Regions from separate parts of the Macaca mulatta genome. Here region 1 is linked to region 2. A link is a contact called in public Hi-C data. All regions are on one chromosome and are shown on one strand. Each heading gives the region's core, a stretch centred on a gene start, on an enhancer-like site or on the middle of the called end of the contact. The rest is flanking DNA. Distances are from core to core; before and after follow the strand shown.

Region 1 (5,961 bases), core at 1,502-4,001, 34 kb after region 2:
CTATAGAGCCTGAAAGGCCACAGTGAGCCATGAATGTGCCACTGCACTCCAGCGTGACAGTGACAGATTGTCTTAAAAAAAAAATTTCCGTACCTCCTAGAGTGTTCTAAGAGGTTCAAAAAACAAAATTTATGCTATCTTGGACTTTCACTCGATTAACTTTAGTTTGAAGTCAAGTCAATTTTGAACTATTCTTTTATACTCAAGGCCATAGTCTATACTGTCCAAAAGAACTTTCTGCAGTGGTAATGTTTTACATCTTTGTTGTTCAATAAACTAGCCACACGTGGCTGTTGAGTACTAAATGTGACTAGTTTAACAAGAAGCACATTACCTGGCTAGTTACCCCTACTAGACAGAACATTTGCCGTCAGCTCTTACTATCCCCCAACTTCAATCCTCTGCCTAACCCAGCCTGCTATACACAAGCCTAGCATATCTTGTTTCTTATCTTGCAAAATCTTATAGACCCTTCTAAGCTGCTCAATGTTTATGAATTCACTCAACATTTGAAATTGACTAGAAAACAATATAGTATTTTCCCTTCATATATATATATATGTTTATATAGATAAATATATATATAAACTTGTTAGAAAAGTTTGAGGTGGGACTACACTAAACATGGAATTCTATTTATAAGTAAAAACGACAAAAGGTTTGCGTAAGAATATCACTATTTATTTTCCCTCAGGTAATCTTCCTATGGCTTCAACATTTTCTCTTCAAAATCAGAAGAAAAATATCCCAAAGTTTAGAACTGGATCACTTGGCCCTTTCTCTTCTTATCTCCTCCCAGTTCAAAATGCTTGCATCTCTTAATGGCCAGCATCCTCTTGGATCTGCAGTTAGGCTCAACACATTCCAGCCTTAGCACAATCTTCTTTGTGGTCTTAGCCTTCTTCCGGAAAATTGGCTTTGTCTGCCCACCATAGCCACTCTGCTTCCGATCATAGCGCCTCTTTCCCTGGGCATACAAAGAATCCTTGCCCTTCTTATACTGTGTCACTTTGTGAGGCTGATGCTTGCCACACTTCTTACAGAAGGTTCTTCGGGTTTTAGGCACGTTGACCATCTTTGCAGCAGGGCTGTTGTCTATATGATGAAAACTGTAGTAAAATATTTAAGATAGCGGACATTAAACATTCCGAAAAGTGAAAGTGCTATTCAAGTAGATATACGAAAACCGTATAAATAATATATAAACCCACCACGTACTCATTTTCCATATGAATAAATGCACATACAAGTGCATACCTTTTTTAAACACTTCGTTTAAATTACTGGAGGACTAATTTTTTGTCAACCTCAAGAACTGAGGCAAGGCCGGGCGCGGTGGCTCATGCCTGTAATCCCAGCACTTTGGGAGGCCGAGGTGAGTGGATCTCCTGAGGTCAGGAGTTCGAGACCAGCCTGACCAACATGGAGAAACCCCCGTCTCTACTAAAAATACAAAATTAGACGGGCGTGGTGGTACATGCCTGTAATCCCAGCTACTCGGGAGGCTGAGGCAAGAGAATGCTTGAACGCGGGGCGCGGAGGTTGCGGTGAGCCAAGATCGCACCATTGCACTCCAGGCTGGGCAACAAGAGCGGAATTCCGCCTCAAAAACAAAAACAAAAAAACAAAACACAACTGGAGCAAAATTCATAAGTAGAGTGTTTATTTGGGCCAAGTTTGAGGACTGCAACCCGGAGCACAGATTCAAATTGCCGTGAATAGCAGCAGTTGCAAGCGGATTTTTAGAGAAAAAAATGGCAGTTCCTAAGTTGTTTACCAAGAATTTACATTAAAATAACACAAGCGATTGGCTGGCTATACATCGTTCTTTTTATGACAAATTCCAGGAGCACGGACATAATGGGTGAAGCAGCTAGTCAGGAATAAAATGCCAGGCATGAAGTGGGGAGGTGTCCGAAGTCTCATACTCCTGTCTCTCTGGGCCCAGCAAATTTTGCACACCTCAAAGAACTCACAATGCTACGAGCCATTTTTCTTTTCTCATATAGAACAAGATTCACGAAAATCAAGAGCAGCAGCTTTAGGAGGCCCAATACAGTCAGTTTTCTGTACGAAATGGGTTTAATTTATTGTGGCTGCCCCAAAAGAAATGTGCGGCTCATCTAGTTTTCTTCCGCAGAAAAAGAAGAGTTTCTTTGACTCTCTTTCCCCCAACCACCTCCTCCATTTTCCAACTCTAGAGAATGGCTGGGGCAGTGCGCGACGTCGTAGCTACGGTTACGACCCGCCCAGTTCCTTCTCCGAGAACCACATCAGCGTGGTATCACTTTTCCTCTCCGAAGCACGGTCACCCGTCAGCAGCCTAGAGGGCTGACGTGTCTTTATCAAGCCAGCGCGCCTCGCGATCCTATAGCCGCCATGCCTGAAGGGAGAAGCCTGCTCTCGAACTAAGGCCGACGAGGGCCGTGGGTCTCGCCTTCCCTTTCCTAAGAAGGCCTAGTCCTACCCCGGATTCTGAGCAACGGAGGCTCCAATTGGAACCGCTACAGTTCCGTTCTTAGCTTACCGAGAAACGGCGTCCGACACCCTCGCGTAGCGCAGCTCTCGCCTAACAGGAAAGGGAAGAGAGAAGCGGAAGTAGGAACTGCACCTGAGCGACAGTACTGCGAACCAATAGGCAGCCGGTCACGGCGGCCAGGCGCCTTCGGTCGCGTCTGGAAAGCACCAACCAACGGTCTAAGGGGCGGGCCGGAGGGGTGTGGGCCGGAGGGCCGCGGTGTTCCGCGGGCCAGTTGCGGGTTGTCAGAACTGTCGCCACCGGAGTGGGGCGAGGCTGCGTCGCTCAGTCCTCGCCGTCTAGGGCCCACGTAAGGATGAGAACACAGAGGACGCAGGGCCGCTGGAGGCGCAGGTAACGAAGCTAGGGTGCGGTGGGGCAGCTGCTGGGTTTCTTCCGGGACCCGTGGTGCTGAATGGAGAGGACCGAGACGAAGCCGAGCCGCGGCTCCTAGCGGCGGCGCCGATGCCCGAGCTGTAGCTGCCAGGCGAGGATGTGTGGAGCGCAGGCGGCGCGGGGTAGCTGAGAGGTCTCGGGCCTCAGGACCCCCGGGGTCCGGGATGAGTTAGCGAGGGCAGCCGCGGGGGCCAGTTCCGACCGTGACAGGCCAAGGCGACGGCCGCCGCCCGCCCGCCCCATCCGTGCAGAAGCAGCTACTCCTTTCCGCGCCCGCCCGCCCGCGCTCCCGGCCCTGGAGACCATGAGGTTCCGCATCTACAAACGGAAGGTGCTAATCCTGACGCTCGTGGTGGCCGCCTGCGGCTTCGTCCTCTGGAGCAGCAATGGGCGACAAAGGAAGAACGAGGCCCTCGCCCCGCCGTTGGTGGACGCCGAACCCGTGCGGGGTGCCGGCAGCCGTGGCGGGGACCACCCCTCTGTGGCTGTGGGCATCCGCAGGGTCTCCAACGAGTCGGCGGCTCCCCTGGTCCCGGCGGCCCCTCAGCCCGAGGCGGACAACCTGACGCTGCGGTACCGGTCCCTGGTGTACCAGCTGAACTTTGATCAGACGCTGAGGAATGTAGATAAGACTGGCAACTGGGCCCCCCGGGAGCTGGTGCTGGTGGTCCAGGTGCATAACCGGCCCGAATACCTCAGACTGCTGCTGGACTCACTTCGAAAAGCCCAGGGAATTGACAACGTCCTCGTCATCTTTAGCCACGACTTCTGGTCGACCGAGATCAATCAGCTGATCGCCGGGGTGGATTTCTGTCCGGTTCTGCAGGTGTTCTTTCCTTTCAGCATTCAGTTGTACCCTAATGAGTTTCCAGGCAGTGACCCTAGAGATTGTCCCAGAGACCTGTCGAAGAATGCCGCTTTGAAATTGGGGTGCATCAATGCTGAGTATCCCGACTCCTTCGGCCATTATAGAGAGGCCAAATTCTCCCAGACCAAACATCACTGGTGGTGGAAGCTGCATTTTGTGTGGGAAAGAGTCAAAATTCTTCGAGATTATGCTGGCCTTATACTTTTCCTAGAAGAAGATCACTACTTAGCCCCAGACTTTTACCATGTCTTCAAAAAGATGTGGAAACTGAAGCAGCAAGAGTGCCCTGAATGTGATGTTCTCTCCCTGGGGACCTATACTGCCAGTCGCAGTTTCTATGGCATGGCTGACAAGGTAGATGTGAAAACTTGGAAATCCACAGAGCACAATATGGGTCTAGCCTTGACCCGGAATGCCTATCAGAAGCTGATCGAGTGCACAGACACTTTCTGTACTTACGATGATTATAACTGGGACTGGACTCTTCAATACTTGACTGTATCTTGTCTTCCAAAATTCTGGAAAGTGCTGGTTCCTCAAGTTCCTAGGATTTTTCATGCTGGAGACTGTGGTATGCATCACAAGAAAACCTGTAGACCATCCACCCAGAGTGCCCAAATTGAGTCACTCTTAAATAATAACAAACAATACATGTTTCCAGAAACTCTAACTATCAGTGAGAAGTTTACTATGGTAGCCATTTCTCCACCTAGAAAAAATGGAGGGTGGGGAGATATTAGGGACCATGAACTCTGTAAAAGTTATAGAAGACTGCAGTGAAAATCACAATTACAGAAGCAAAAGTGACAGTCTTCTATTTTTGATATTTGTCCAAACAGGACATACAATTGAATAAAAGAGTTTAGGAACTGGTTTCTGCTTTAATACAAAAACAAAATCTTGTAAAAGGTGTCCAAATACATAGTAATCTTTTCCAATTATGTCTGATTAAGATTTAAAACTGAAGGTTTCATTTTGGGAGTAGGATTTTAAAGCTCAATCTGTATCTGCTAAAACTGATTATTGTTGATTGATAGAAGAGGGGAAATTTGATTTAAATTGCATCTATTAATCTTTTTATCTGAAACTTTGTACACTTTTCCACTTTTAAAACCTATTTTAAGTACAGCAAAATTTATTTAAAACTGTCAAAGCAGTAAAAAGTATTACCATGAAATGGTTAGGGTATTAATGGAACAAACCCAGTTTCCCTCTATTGACACACTTACTAGGAAGGGATTGCTTCACTGGTTTAATAATTAAAAAGTTATGTTTATTAAAACACCCTGTCAGAACAGTCATTTTCAGTATTAGATTCCTGTACTGTTGTGTTTTGAGTGTGCTTTGGAACCTTCATAGAACACACTTTCTTTTGGAATGTATTTGATTGATAAGAAAGTTTAAACATTGTTTTCACCTCAATGTAGAAATACAGTGGTTTTGTTTTTTTTTTTTTTCTTTTAGTGCTGACAAAATAAAATACTCATTTTTGCATAAAAAGGTTCCTAATCCTTTTGCAGAATAAGTTTTGTTTACTCTTTATAGCAAGTTTAGTGAAGGCATTCTACAAGTTTTGAGTTAGCATTATAATATTTATTATTGCCACATTGTATAATTGAGTTTGAAATAAAACCCAGCTCATGACAATGCATTCCCTGTGCAAGAAACTGTTTGGCTTTCAAATTACCCAGGCATAGATAATGAACAATAAAATGTTGCTGTGTAAGGTAAATACAGCGTAAATTGTTTTTGAAAGCCAGAAATGGTACAAAGTTCAGTCATGCCAAAGTGAAATACTTTCTAGTGCCGGCTTTAACTTAAATCATACTTTTTAAAAGGACAGATACAGAAAATTATAGGAAACAGGCTTAAATTTTGCTCCATATTTAATGTAGAAGTTTCCCTTAATTTGTAATTGCATTCAACCAAAAATTTCTCATAAAAGACTAATTTCTGTGTAAAGATATTAGGGGCTGGGTGTGGTGGCTCATGTCTGTAATCTCAGCACTCTGGGAGTCTGAGGCAGGCAGATTGCTTGAACTCAGGAGTTTGAGACCAGCCTGGGCAACATGGCAAAAACCCATTGCTACCAAAAATACAAAAAATTAGCCTGGTGTAGTGGTGCATCTGTAGTCCCAGCTACTTGAGAGGCTGAGGTGGGAGGATCCTTTGAGTTTGG
Region 2 (5,680 bases), core at 271-2,770:
ACAAAATTAAGAATCAAAAAGCTGGTGAATTTATCTCAAGGAGTCAATAATAAATTCGTTTTCACCTTTAAAAAACCCCAAATTACTATTTAAAAGATTTTTAGAAGCCAAAAGTTTCATATAAACATTTGCTTAAGGTGATCAAGAGATAGAAGCACTAAATAGCGGACCCTTGTTTGCTGAATCTTAATAGCTTTCTGACCCCAAACTTTTAGTTCATTCCAGTATATGACCCTATCAAACACTTAGGGTGGCCGGGCGCGGTGGCTCACACCTGTAATCCCAACACTGAGAGGCGGGCGGATCACGAGGTCAAGAGTTCGAGACCAGCCTGACCAATATGGTGAAACCCTCTTCTAAAAATAAAAATTAAAATGAGCCGGGCATGGTGGTGAGCGCCTGTAATCCCAGCTACCCAGGAGGCTGAGGCAGGAGAATCGCTTGAACCGAGGAGGCGAAGGTTGCAGTGAGCCGAGATCATGCCATTACACTCCAGGTTGGGTGAGTGCGACTTCGTCTCAAAAAAAAAAAAAAAAAAAACTTGGGGTCAGTGGTTAATACATTTATTTGGTTAGAAAATATCTAGGTAAAGCCGCGCATGGTGGCGAAAGCCTTTAGTCCCAGCTACTCGGAACGCCAAGGCAGTAGGATCGCCTGAGACCAGGAGTTCGAGGTTGCAGTGAGCCAAAACAACACCACTGCACTCCAACCTGGGCGACCGAGAGAGACCCTGTCTCAAGAATAGGTACTTATAAGATCGATAAGTGAAAGAAATGTAAAACAACTTTAGTAGCCTCTGTAAAGTGAATAATTTCACCCAACACAATACATGGCACCTAAAACTGACTAAGCTATCTATGTAAAAGTGGGTAGGAATGACTAAGTCCTTCACCTTCTCCATTCTATTAATCTGATTGTCCAAACCATCAACACTGTCACCAGCTACCAACTAAAAAAGAGGAAAAGCTCTTGGTCGAAAGCTCAGATTTACCACCCCAGGGAAGATCTGTCGGTTGTCTTTCGCAGAAAAAATAAAGAACCACCACGACCTCCGCCCACACAAACATGGAGAACGCCTGCAGACGCCTACCTTAATGAAACCGATATCCTTCGCGTACTGACGGAAACACTGGCGGCACATATTGAGGCCATATTTCCGGATCAGACCGTGCCGGTTTGAACACACGCGACTGTAAGAAAAAAGACAGCGGCTTTGCAGATCACAGAAATTACAAGACTCCGCACTCAGACGGCTACTACCCGCATCCCGGGACTTCCAGGCCCCAGCACAGGCCTGTAATGGCGGCACCAGCGGCTCCCAGTCGGCCTGCTCCCTCGTGCCGCCCGTGATCTCCTCTACTTGAGATTTTAAGCAGCCTAGCGCTCCATAGCAACGCTTCCCCAAAATCACAAACTATTTCTCACCAAGAGCGAGAACCCTGGCCGAATTTTCGCGGGTGGCTCCAGTACAGCTGCTGGTGACCCATGTTGCTCTCCGAAGTGCAACGAGGTAAAAGGAAGGAGCTCGCCCACGCATGCGCTCTTCAAACTTTTGAGACAGTTTACCCAGAATGCAGTGCTCAAAGGAAACGCGTGCGCAGTGTGCTCAGGTTGTTTCGCGGGGTGAATAAAATGAAATCTTAGAGGCCTTGTGGGCCGTCCCAGTTGATGACGTCACCATACCACAGCTTCTAGTGCTATTCTGCGCCTCTATCCGACCGCCGGGCGCGGTGGCGCGTGCCTGTAGTCCCAGCTACTAGGGAGGCTGAGGCTGGAGGATCGCTTGAGTCCAGGAGTTCTGGGCTGTAGTGCGCTATGCCGATCGGGTGTCCGCACTAAGTTCGGCATCAATATGGTGACCTCCCGGGAGCGGGGGACCACCAGGTTGCCTAAGGAGGGGTGAACCGGCCCAGGTCGGAAACGGAGCAGGTCAAAACTCCCGTGCTGATCAGTAGTGGGATCGCGCCTGTGAATAGCCACTGCACTCCAGCCTGGGCAACATAGCGAGACCCTGTCTCTTTTGAACAATAAATACGTTAATTTTGAACTCTAAAGAAATGCATATTCATAGCCTCTTTTATTGATTAAATCTTTTACTTTCTTTTCATTAAAAGGTTACACTTGGGAAAGGATTTTTCCCTCGACTCACCAGTGACACCTACTGGAATAAATTTACAAAACAACTTAAAATCAGCTGTAATAATCACGAGTCAACGGTAGGGTTTGCTTTTATTTTGTTAAACAGAGTACCTTTTCAAATTTATTTTTTTGACACACTCCTCCAAGAAATACACCTACACCATTCCAGAAAAAAAATGAGATTCTTTGGCATTTAGTGTATTTGATTCTTAAATGTAATTGGCTGAATGTAAAGTAGTAAGCAAGTAATGTGCAATGTATGCTGCTTTGACTAGATAATTTGGTGACAAAACAACTAATGAAAAGCAAATGCAAAAATGCAAAAAAAAAATGTCAATAAACGAATTTCTGCTGAAAGATGCCTAAAATTCCATATGGTCATTTATAATGCCTCCAGATAAAACTGCTCTGAAATCAAAGCTTTAAGTAGATTTATAAAATGTAGCACAGGGTGCAACAATTCAAGAAACTTTTACATATAAACTCTTATAAATTGAAATACAACACTTCTTTAAGGTATGTTATGTCAGGGTTCTAGTGGGGTCCCCCTACCCAATCATTAAGTTAGGCATTGTATTATATGATTAAGGAAGGAGGGGAGTCAGAGATTTGTAAACTACATATAACTTGTTCCTTGCCCTCAAAATGTTCTAATCTAATCTACTGTGGAAAACAGGATTATCTCCAAGACCTCAACATACAACGTTTGTGCACCAGCAACACGTATACAACTAAGGAAAATACTCTGTATTCAATGATGGGTGTGCTCATGAAGTATGAGAGGAGCGAAGAAGAGAAATTAGTTCCAGCTTGAGGTACATTTGAGAGACCTTTGAGGTAGACCTTGAAGAATGGGATTTCTACAGGCAGCACTTGACAGAAGGGAATGCCTGTTGAAAGAAAGCACTTGAGCCAAGGTAAGGCAAACAACTTTGTGTAACTAGAATAGAAGATGCACAAAAGGCCTAGTGATAAGAATGAAAAGGTATTTTATTTTAAAGCCTCACTGGGCAATATCCAATGTCAAGTTTCTACAACTTTCCTATAATTTATATCAGTCACTAATGTGTGGTTTCTAAAAGCCGTTTGCCTCACAAAAGCTAATCTAACATTTGTCCACACTTTCTCAGGCCTCTCCTAGTTGGTCTCCATAATATTTAAAAGATTATAGTGGTTCTGAGATCAATTCCATAAATATTTTTAGTACTCTGATATATAATCCTTTGGACCTAAAGAAGTGAATTCATTTAGGAGAGAAAAAAAGACAAATAAGAAGCAACTAGTTGCACTTGAACAATCTTAATCCGAATACTTAAGTAATTCTTAATGCTTATTCTAGTCTATAGATTATTCTCTTTGATAGAGATATTGCAAAAGTGCAGCTAAGAAGTCGTACTTCCTTTCAGTTTTAAGATAATGTGACATCATCTATCCCAAACAATGGAATTATGCATTTCTTTTTCAATAAACTGAGAACAGCTTTAAAAGTTCATTTTAACTCAGTGTTTATTAAGAGCTTTTATGTTTTTGTTTTTCCTTTTGTTTTGAGACCGAGTCTTGCTCTGTCGCCCAGGCTGGAGTGCAGTGGCGCTATCTTGGCTCACTTCCCGGGTTCACGCCATTCTCCTGCCTCAGCCTCCCAAGTAGCTGGGACTACAGGTGCCCACCACCACGCCTGGCTAATTTCTTTTTGTATTTTTAGTAGAGACAGGGTTTCACCATGTTAGCCAGGTCTCGATCTCCTGACCTCATGATCCACCCGCCTCGGCCTCCCGAAGTGCTGGGATTACAGGCGTGAGCCATCTTAGTTCTCTTTTATACATGGCTTTGAAATTTGAAATGCCTCTTCTTTTAGAACACATTTTCCTTTAATAGGATATTTCTTGGGTTGGGTTCTTTGTTTTTTAAAAAATGTACAATGAAGTACAAAGAAAAAAAAAGAAAAAAGTGCCACAATGTCCTTGCCAAGATAACCCTACTAATATTTTTCTTTTGAAAAAATAAAAGTAATATATCTGTAAGATTGAAGCATTCTAACACTACAGAGTATAGATCTTATTTTTAAGTACATTGGAATAATATGCATATTAGGACACTATTATTCAAGATGTCTTTAATTTTCTTTCTCAAATTATTCTTACAATCTTCTGTGATCGTCTATCCAGAATTTAATCATTTAAAAACCTTCATCTTAGGTGTGTACACTGCTGACGGGAATGTAAACTACTTCAGCACTGTGGAAAGCAGTTAGGTGATTTCTTAAAGAACTTAAAACAGAACTGCCATTTGACCAGCAATCTCATTACTGAATATATACCCAAAAGAATATAAATCATTCTACAATAAAGACAAATGCATGTGTATGTTCATTGCAGCACTATTCACAATAGCAAACACACTGAATCAACCTAAATAGCAATTTTTTAGGCAACAGTAGACTGGATAAAGAAAATGTAGTACATATACACTATGGAATGCTACACAGCCACAGAAAACAAGATCATGTCCTGTGCAACAACATGGATGGAATTGGAGGCCATTATCCTAAACAAGCTAACATGAACAGAAAACTAAACACCATGTTCTCACTTATAAGTGAGAGCTAAACACTGAATAAACATGCACCCAAAGAAAGTAACAGGCAGCAGGGCCTACTTGAGGGTAGAGGGTAGGAGGAGGGTGAGGATTTGAAAAGTACCTACTGGGTATTAAGCTTATTACCTGGTTGATGAAATAATAACCCCTGTGACACATAGTTTATCTATAGAACCAACCTGTACATGTTCCCTTGAAACTAAAACTTTTTTTTTTTTTTTTTTTTTTTTTGAGACGGAGTCCGCTCTGTCACCCAGGCTGGAGTGCAGTGGCGCGATCTCGGCTCACTGCAAGCTCCGCCTCCCGGGTTCACGCCATTCTCCTGTGACACATAGTTTATCTATAGAACCAACCTGTACATGTTCCCTTGAAACTAAAACTTTTTTAAGAAAAAACCTGGCCGGGCGTGGTGGCTCATGCCTGTAATCCCAGCACTTTGGGAGGCTGAGGCAGGCGGATCACAAGGTCAGGAGTTCAAGATCAGCCTGGTCAATATGGTGAAACTCAGTCTCCACTAAAAATACAAAAATTAGCCAGGCATGGTGGCGGTGGCCTGTAGTCCCAGCTACTCTGGAGGCTGAGGTAGAAGAATTGCTTAAACCCAGGACGTGGAGGTTGCAGTGAGCCAAGATTGCACCACTGCACTCTGGTGTGGGCAACAGAGTGAGACTCCATCTCGAAAAAAAACCAAAAAACAAAAAACCCTGCATCACTCTTGAGTTACTTTCAATTTCAGAACCTTTAGGAGGCTGGGCATGGTGGCTCACGCCTGTAATCCCAGCACTTTAGGAGGCCGAGGCAGGCGCATCACGAGGCAGATCGAGACCATCCTGGCTAACACAGTGAAACCCCATCTCTGCTAAATAATACAAAAAATTAGCTGGACGTAGTGGCGACCTCATATAGTCCCAGCTACTCGGGAGGCTGAGGCAGGAGAATGGCGTCA

The links. Hi-C and Micro-C count contacts between places; a contact is called where the count stands out from the background.
Region 1: a contact with region 2 is called in a Hi-C map of liver, with 4 times the contacts expected there. The contact joins the promoter of MGAT2 here to the promoter of RPS29 in region 2. A contact is called at or near these places in 2 of 14 Hi-C or Micro-C datasets (CD4 T cells and liver).

Annotation. Positions count from the first base shown.
Region 1 is chr7:122,836,948-122,842,908 of T2T-MMU8v2.0, forward strand. MGAT2 (alpha-1,6-mannosyl-glycoprotein 2-beta-N-acetylglucosaminyltransferase) reads left to right here and starts at 2,752. Exons shown (of 1, transcript XM_015143648.3): 1 at 2,752-5,282. The coding sequence starts at 3,219. The coding sequence ends at 4,562. RPL36AL (ribosomal protein L36a like) reads right to left here and starts at 2,571. Exons shown (of 2, transcript XM_001088742.5): 1 at 2,528-2,571; 2 at 660-1,109. The coding sequence starts at 1,075. The coding sequence ends at 755.
Region 2 is chr7:122,804,319-122,809,998 of T2T-MMU8v2.0, forward strand. RPS29 (ribosomal protein S29) reads right to left here and starts at 1,521. Exons shown (of 3, transcript NM_001267537.1): 1 at 1,426-1,521; 2 at 1,091-1,190. The coding sequence starts at 1,487.